Regions from separate parts of the Oryzias latipes genome. Here region 2 is linked to region 1. A link is a contact called in public Hi-C data. All regions are on one chromosome and are shown on one strand. The core of a region is the stretch at or near the end of the contact, and the rest is flanking DNA. Distances in the headings are between cores, read along the strand shown. Region 1 holds the start of LOC101164241. Region 2 holds the start of tyr (tyrosinase).

The links. Hi-C and Micro-C count contacts between places; a contact is called where the count stands out from the background.
Region 2: a Hi-C map of embryo shows a contact between it and region 1, with 2.9 times the contacts expected there. The contact joins the promoter of tyr here to the promoter of LOC101164241 in region 1. A contact is called at or near these places in 4 of 5 Hi-C or Micro-C datasets (embryo, fibroblasts and gastrula embryo).

What each region holds. Positions count from the first base shown.
Region 1 is chr13:21,398,328-21,402,149 of ASM223467v1, forward strand. It overlaps LOC101164241, which reads left to right and starts at 2,379. Exons shown (of 8, transcript XM_004075804.4): 1 at 2,379-2,796. The coding sequence starts at 2,794.
Region 2 is chr13:21,692,419-21,696,539 of ASM223467v1, forward strand. tyr (tyrosinase) reads left to right here and starts at 2,627. Exons shown (of 6, transcript NM_001104802.1): 1 at 2,627-3,755. The coding sequence starts at 2,928.

The DNA of each region.
Region 1 (3,822 bases), core at 1,129-3,628:
TTGGTTTTCCCTGCATTAATCTGGAGGTAGTTCCGCTGGCACCAGTCCACAAAGTTCTGAATCAGTTCTCTATACTCTCTGTCATTGTCATCCATGATTAGTCCGACAACGGCAGAGTCATCCGAGAACTTCTCCAGGTGTCATATCAAATCATATCATATCATCCGCATAATTGCGTATCATCCGCATAACAGTGAAAGTTAATGCTGTGTTTCCTGAGTATGTTTCCTAAGGGCTGCATGAGCATAAACAGGATGGGTCCTAAAACTGAACCCCGTGGGACTCTGTAGCAAACTTGAGTGCAATGAGAGGACTGTCCATTTACATTAACAAAACTGGTACCTGTCGGATAAATAGAATTTAAACCACCTGGGGGCAGATCCTCTGATCCCTATGTCATGATTACACTCAGACTTTTGTCAGAGTGTAATCAGCAGTTTTGGGTATTCCCCAGTCTTCCAATAAATCAGTTCAGCCCCTTTCAGTCAGAATCTCACATTTACAAAATAAGTTCTGGCTGTGTTTAAACATATCAAGTTCAGCAGCTTCTGAGGAGAATTTAATATATAACATTTAATAACAACTTTTTCTAACCCCATAAAGGATGAAAAGGATGTTTAAACTTCCAACTTCTCCAAGAAGACAAACATATGCATAATATAGTTTTTTTTTTGTTTTGTCCTTTTGCACAGATGCGCACGTTATAAACAATGAAAACAAATCATATCATATACTTTTTATCATGTGACGGAGAACCTTTTACTTTATTGACTGAATCCTGAATTGGGACTATTTAGATATTAGCTATTGAAGGAAATACAGTGTGTTTTAACAGGGTGAGCGGCAACCACTGTCTCAAAACAATCTTTAATAATTCCTAAAATTCTCATGTTATTTTGACGTGAACTATAACATAGATGGAAAAACAGATATTTTGACATCGCCGAGAAAAAAAATGGAAGTATCTTAAATTGTGACATAAGAGTTTTTCTAAAGCTTAGAAAATACGTTGGAATTTTTGTAGGTCTTGATACGACGAACTTGCAATAATTTCTGTGACCGTTTCTGTGACAGAAGTTTTGCTGTTAAAATCCATGTCTAAAGTGTTTAAGCTGCACATGCTTTTTAGACAGATTGCCTTTTTCAGGGTTAAAAAGACACCAAGGAGAAAAAAATGAGACGTAAATGTGAGACAATGCAGTTCAGAAGACAATCATTTCCTAAATCCCAGTTTTCTAGTTAAAAATACCTTTTATTCTTTCTTGAAATGATAGTAAAGATAAGTTCAAGGAACACAAATGCAAAGAACTCCCATGTTGACAGATTTCCCATCATTTAAAATGTAATTTCCCTTAGAGGAAATAAGTATTAGGAAAAGGTCAACAGTAGTGACCTTTAGTCTCACACAGCGTCACAAGTGGTATTTAGTGATAGTTCCTGAAAATAATGATATTTAGTTCCTACTGTATTTAAGTGTTTATAAAATGCATTTATTTGAAAAACAATGTCAAGTTCAAGAGGAATTAAAAATATCAGAGGAATATTTAAATGAAGGGTGCCTGTGGAACCAACTGGGAGAATTTAAAAAGAAAACCAAAAGAAAACATTAAAAAAAGTGTGAGTACATACGACCAGCAGAAAAAATAAGTGAATTGCATAAACAAAACTGAGCACTCCGAGAGACAACAAAGATGATCACAGACCATAACACGCATGGCTTAGCTCACTCTGGAACAAACAGAGCAAGAATGTGGCAAAAGACTCCAGGAAATCCAGAATTCTTGCAGTGATGGGAAGTATTTGATAAGAAACAGGTGTGGTGAAGCAGCCAAGTGCAGTTTACTCACCAGTAGATTGAAAGGAAGGTATGCAAAGGGACAGTATGTGTGTGTGTGTCTGCTTTGTGTGGGTGTGTGTGGGTGTGGAGGGGGGGGGGGGGGGGCAGACAAACAAGTCAATCGAAACAGGTCCAGTTTTGATTGTGGAAGCTTGCTTGCATGGGCATGTTCTCAGACAACAACAAAAATGAGTCTACAGGTTAAAGCAACATTTTTGATAAGTGCATCATGAAAAATGAGGCAAAATAAAAACCAAAATACAGGAAAGTTACTGCCTGCATGCTTTACTAGCATAATTATTTTCACCATTACTCTTTCTTTGCAGGATCGTTCACCTTCTTTTTTGTTGCAAACATCGATAACTAAACAGATCAACGCATGACGTTTGCTTCTGTCAGACAGCAGAAACCCTTTCTCACTGAATGGCTGCCTTCCAAATTATACTTCTCCCTTTCCTTGATATTTATTTTCCCAGTTGTGTTAAAACATTCCAAAACAAACACAAGATAGGAAATAAAAATGCCATTGAGCAGCAGATTTTTTTTTTTTTTTGCAGTGGTCAACATTATAGTGACACATTCCAGAGAAACCCCAACACAGCGTGTGAGCTGACGTTGAGTGACATCAAAATAGGAAGAAGAACTAGTCACATGGATGAACTCATACACCCACACATTTATTCCAAACAACCACATGCTTCTGTGGAAGCCTCACTTAATACGCTCATCTACAAAATGGAAGAAGAAAAAAAAGAAAACATATTTGTGTTACTCTAACTAAAACATGATTGTTCAGAAAGCCTGAAGGTATTAGGTTTTGTAGTTTGGTAAGTGAAAATGATTGAGAAAGAAAATAAGGAAACACTTTCTGGAAGACTCCGCCCCCAAAGTGTATCATTAAGAGGAAGCAAGGCAGGTTCATTCTCTCTCTAGCAAGATAGCAGACAAGGCAGATCATGGTAAGAGCTTCTTTTCTTTTGGTTTTCTCTCACTTTGAGAAGTTTTACCAGAACCAAATGAGTCATGTTTTACAGTAAAGACCATGGCTTCATGTTGATGTCAGACAGAAACCTTGACTTGCCTGTAAACTAGATCAGGATCTAAAGGATTACTGTCAGCTTGCTGTGCAGACCACAGATCTAGGTTTCTCATCAGAGTAGTGGATTCACCGACACCTTTTTACCTTTTTACTACAGAGGTTGTTTATGCTGCATCTGAAATGTAAACAGATCAGTTTAATCTGATCGTTGTGTGAATTAAGTGTCTGAAGCCTTATGTACAGAACCTCTTTTGACCAAGTGACCTAGTTTTGTGTGTTTAGTCATTCAGACAGGAAATAGAAAGAGCTATTTTAATTCTTTCATTTTAAGGTTAACATTTTAGTTTAGTCTTGCAGAATTAAAAATATGAAAGTATTTAAGTTTGTATTGTTTAAAAGTGTCTTTCCCATACTAAACCCTTTTTTTTGGTGCACTAATCTTGATTGACACAGCGTAGTATCACTAATGAAACTCGTGGCGGTTGAACTGATTAACTGGTTTCAGGGTTTATTGTTTATCATGAGGTAACTGGAAAGGGCTCAGCCTGGGGTGATTTTGTCAGTAATTTACGTTACCTCCTGTGGGAGTTCCCTGGCTTATCTCGGATCATTTTGAAAAACAGAAACATGTACATTGGAATGCAAAATGAAATCCTAAAAAAAAAAATCGGGCTTTGCAGATGCAATACTTTTTTTTTCATTTTTAAGATAAATACAACTTTTATTAGGAAAAATCTTAGGAATGTGAGTAAAGATTATTATTATTAATATTATTATAATCATTTGGAATACAGAAAGATGTGCATAAAATAAGTCCATTGTCTCTGGTGGTTTGGTTCTGTGCCGATGACATCTTGCTTGCTTGGGATAAACCATATATATAAACCTCGGAGCCTAGACACTGATGGTGGTTAAAGCCAGAATATGACCAAACATAGTTTAACGT
Region 2 (4,121 bases), core at 1,377-3,876, 290 kb after region 1:
CGCACCGGTATGCAGGACTTGAGCCGGCCAAAAATGTGAAGGAGAACAACCTCCAACCCCTTTTGATGTACTCTTACTATGTGGTACACGATTGGGAAGTTTTTTTACTTCTTGTGATTTTAAAGTGATCAATTTTTTAGTATTTTGCATTGATGTTAAACTAAATTATTGGCATCATTTTCTTTAAAAATTATCTTTACAAAGATTCAGGTAAAAGGGACTTTAAACTCTTGGGTTGTTTTCCTTTTTTTACAGCAGAAAAAATCCTTTAAAAACGTTATCTTTCTGGTCTCATTTTGCTTACCGTAGAATTATGGTGGGATTATTGGATTGTTTCAGGCAGCTGTCAGAATGAAAGTTTTTCTTTTTCACTAAAGCTCTGCCACTGTGACTAACAAGGTGCCCCACCTGCCTGCTTTTTTTATTTGCCATGAAATCAATTCATTGTAGAAGGACGGAGCTACGGGATGACTGAGAGGAAAAGCAGCTAAAACGAACATGTTTTCTTGCTGGAGGGAAACAAATTCTTGCCCTTCATTGCATGTCTCTAAGAATCGAACTTTATGCTTCTTATTCTCCTGTAGTTCATACCTGCTGACAACATTAGTGGGTTTTTATCAGATTCTGAAATTGACTATGTTACTAAAGTTTCTGACAACAGAATTTTTTTAACTAATATTTTCATTTCTTTTTATTTATAACATTTAGACCAACTGTAAATTATAATGCAGTGGTGCGGATGTATATTCAATTCTAATTGGCTGCAGGGTGTCCGTTAAAAGGGCATCTAAAAAAGGAGTTCCGGTCACAACAGCAAGACGGTAAAACAGATCTGTCTTTTAAATGACTGCATGATGGACATGCCAGTAGCTCTGTTTTACCATCAACAGTAATGTCAACAGTAAATTTATAGTTTATAAATGGTTCATTGCCTGTCTTTCTGTAATGCTCACCTTATTGCTTGATACAAGCTGAAAATGTGTTTATAAAATATTGTGTTATTGTTTAATGAAAGACAATGTTTGTTTGTTGATCCACATTTAATGTTCAGAGTTAATAGTGGATATTTCTTTAATAAAGCGATCTAGGAAACGACTTGTGAACTTTTTCTCTTTGAAACAAACTTTTCCTTCATCATCTGGACAAATACAAGAGGTAAGAGGTTAAAATTTCCCTCTGAAACGATGCTCTGTGTCACTTAACATAACGTTTAGCATACATGCCACTTTCCTGCGCTGGTTGGTCCCATACACTGTAAAAACAATGGACAAATCGAGGTGTGACGTCACCCATAGAAAATTCCCTACCTCATTCTATTGCAAAATGAGGCAAAATCCCTCACCACTGCTTCCTTATACGGACACTGCTAAAAGGCCATGGTTCACATCCCAGCACTCTGGTTTTCTACCATGGTCCCAAAACATGCTTCAAAGGATAACCGGTGACTCTAGATTGTCCCTGGATATGAATGTCAATACGTGTGTGTGAGTGTGTGGCCCTGCGACAGACAGGGGACCTGTTCAGGGTGGACCCCACCTTCGCCCAACAGTAGCTGGGATAGGCTCCAGCAACCCCTTGAGCCCAAAAGGAATATAGCGGGTTAAGAAAAGAGGTGGATGGATGTCCATCATGAGAAAAAGGCATCAAAAACAGGTTAAAAACAGCAAAAACCCAATTTTCCTCGTAGTGGGTGTTTAATGATAACTTTGCTTGATGTCTATTGAGGGTGCTTTTTGGAAACTGGAAGCTTTTCACAAAAAAACGGAAATGGTTAATGATGTCATTCTGTCATTGAGTATTTCCACTTTAACAAAGACCATCATTGTTCATTTTTAAGCTGCTTCCAAACAACTGTTCTGTCTATTAATGCATATTAACTCAGCACCACAAATTAAACACTCCCTCAATGAGGCACAGTGACATTAAAATGCCAATTCACAAAAAGTACAGTTCACTACTGCAACTGATCTCGTGGAAAGTGGGTTTCACATAGTAAATAATCCTGCTAATTTTTTTCCAATAAAAATTAAATTAAAATTTAATTTTGTTCTGCACTGCGCCACCCATCACATAATTTATCTGCCACTAAATGATGGATTACTGAACATAATCTGGTCGTAGCAAATTCTCATTCAGTTCAGGCAATAAATGATGATGAGGTGAGAGGGGGCATCATTTCAAAAGCCCAAATCTGATTAAAACAGAAAGTTTTATCAGTTGTGGACCTCTTTATCCTCTACTCATGGCTCTCTCTCAGTCTGCTTCATTCAGTAACTACTGAACACTTGGTCATGCGTAAATTCCTGGCTTGACTGCAGATGGGGGGTGGGGGGGTGGAGATTGGAGGGGAAAAGCATGGTAGATACACAACCACAGAAACACCCATTTCTGCCCGAGGTACCGTGGAGCAGAGGTCAGCTAGTCTAAAGACAAAGTAGCAAAGAAACCAAGAGTATTATCCTGAGCATGTGATGCTCATATTAATGTGTGGTTGTGTGTGTTGCTGAGTGCATGAGATCTAACACGTTTTCAGAGGACAGCCCCCAAAGGGGCTCAAAGGGTAGGGAGAGAACCCGAGACTGCAGGCTGGGTTCTACGAGAGAGGAGGTGGAGGGAGGACTGGGAGCTGGTTAGATGGGAGGTTAGAGTAGAAGTAACTTTGAAATATAGAAACACCAAGAGATTTGGGGATTTTTCATTGTCTGTGTACTTTAAAGGGTATCTTCTGCATTAATTGCAGTTTAAGGCAAAGTATTGTGCTTTTGCATCTCTAAAAGTAACTTTTTAGCATCAGATCTACAAGTCTGAGCTGCTGTCACTTCTTCAAACCTTCAGCCCTATCTCACCAGAGTGGTCAGCAGGTTGTTTTTCCTGCAGGACTTTTCCTCCTTCTGAGGTCTGGACAGATGTGGGTGAATCTTTTCATCATGAAGAGTCTTTTTTTGTCTGCCGTTCTGCTGCAGTTCTTTGAGACTTGTTGGAGCCAGTTTCCTCGCCCCTGTGCCAATTCAGAGGGACTGCGAACCAAGGAGTGCTGTCCAGTGTGGAGTGGAGATGGCTCACCCTGTGGGGCCCTGTCTGGTCGCGGGTTCTGTGCAGACGTCTCGGTTTCAGACGAGCCCAACGGGCCGCAGTACCCTCACAGCGGGATCGATGACAGGGAGCGCTGGCCTTTAGCTTTCTTCAACCGGACGTGTCGTTGTGCAGGAAACTATGGAGGGTTTAACTGTGGGGAATGCAGATTCGGTTACTGGGGCTCCAACTGTGCTGAGTACAGAGAGTCAGTGCGCAGGAACATCATGAGCATGTCAACTACTGAGCAGCAAAAGTTCATCTCTTATCTAAACCTGGCCAAAAACACCATCAACCCAGACTACGTCATCACCACAGGCACAAGAGCAGAGATGGGAGAGAACGGTGAGAGCCCCATGTTCTCTGACATCAACACCTACGACCTATTTGTCTGGATACACTACTACGTGTCCAGAGACACCTTCTTGGGAGGGCCTGGGAATGTTTGGAGAGATATCGATTTTGCCCACGAGTCTGCTGCATTTCTCCCCTGGCACAGAGTCTACCTGCTTCACTGGGAGCAGGAGATACGCAAAATCGCAGGAGATTTTAACTTTACCATCCCGTACTGGGACTGGAGGGATGCCCAGTCCTGTGAAGTCTGCACTGATAATCTGATGGGTGGACGTAACGCCCTTAATCCAAACCTTATCAGCCCTGCTTCTGTCTTCTCCTCATGGAAGGTAAGAAAACAGCTTTGCCTCTGATTTTATTAGGCTTTTCTGAGCCATTCATAAAACCGTTTAAAAATTTAACTTTCAGCATGTAATAGAAAAAAGTACTAAAACCTGTGTTTTTTTCTGTTTCACACTTCAGATGTTTTTAATTTAACCCAAAAATCCCCAGAAAACTAGAGGGTTTGCTTAAAAAAAAAACAGCTTTATAAAACTACAACAAAACATTTTCAAATAAAACAAAAACAGAAAGTCTTAAAAAGCATTAAATTTAAAGTCTTTAAAAGCATTTTAACATGTGTTTTTACAACTGATGAGATCTTCGTTTTGATCTTCACAATAAACTAAATGTTATTTTACGCAAAAATGATCGAA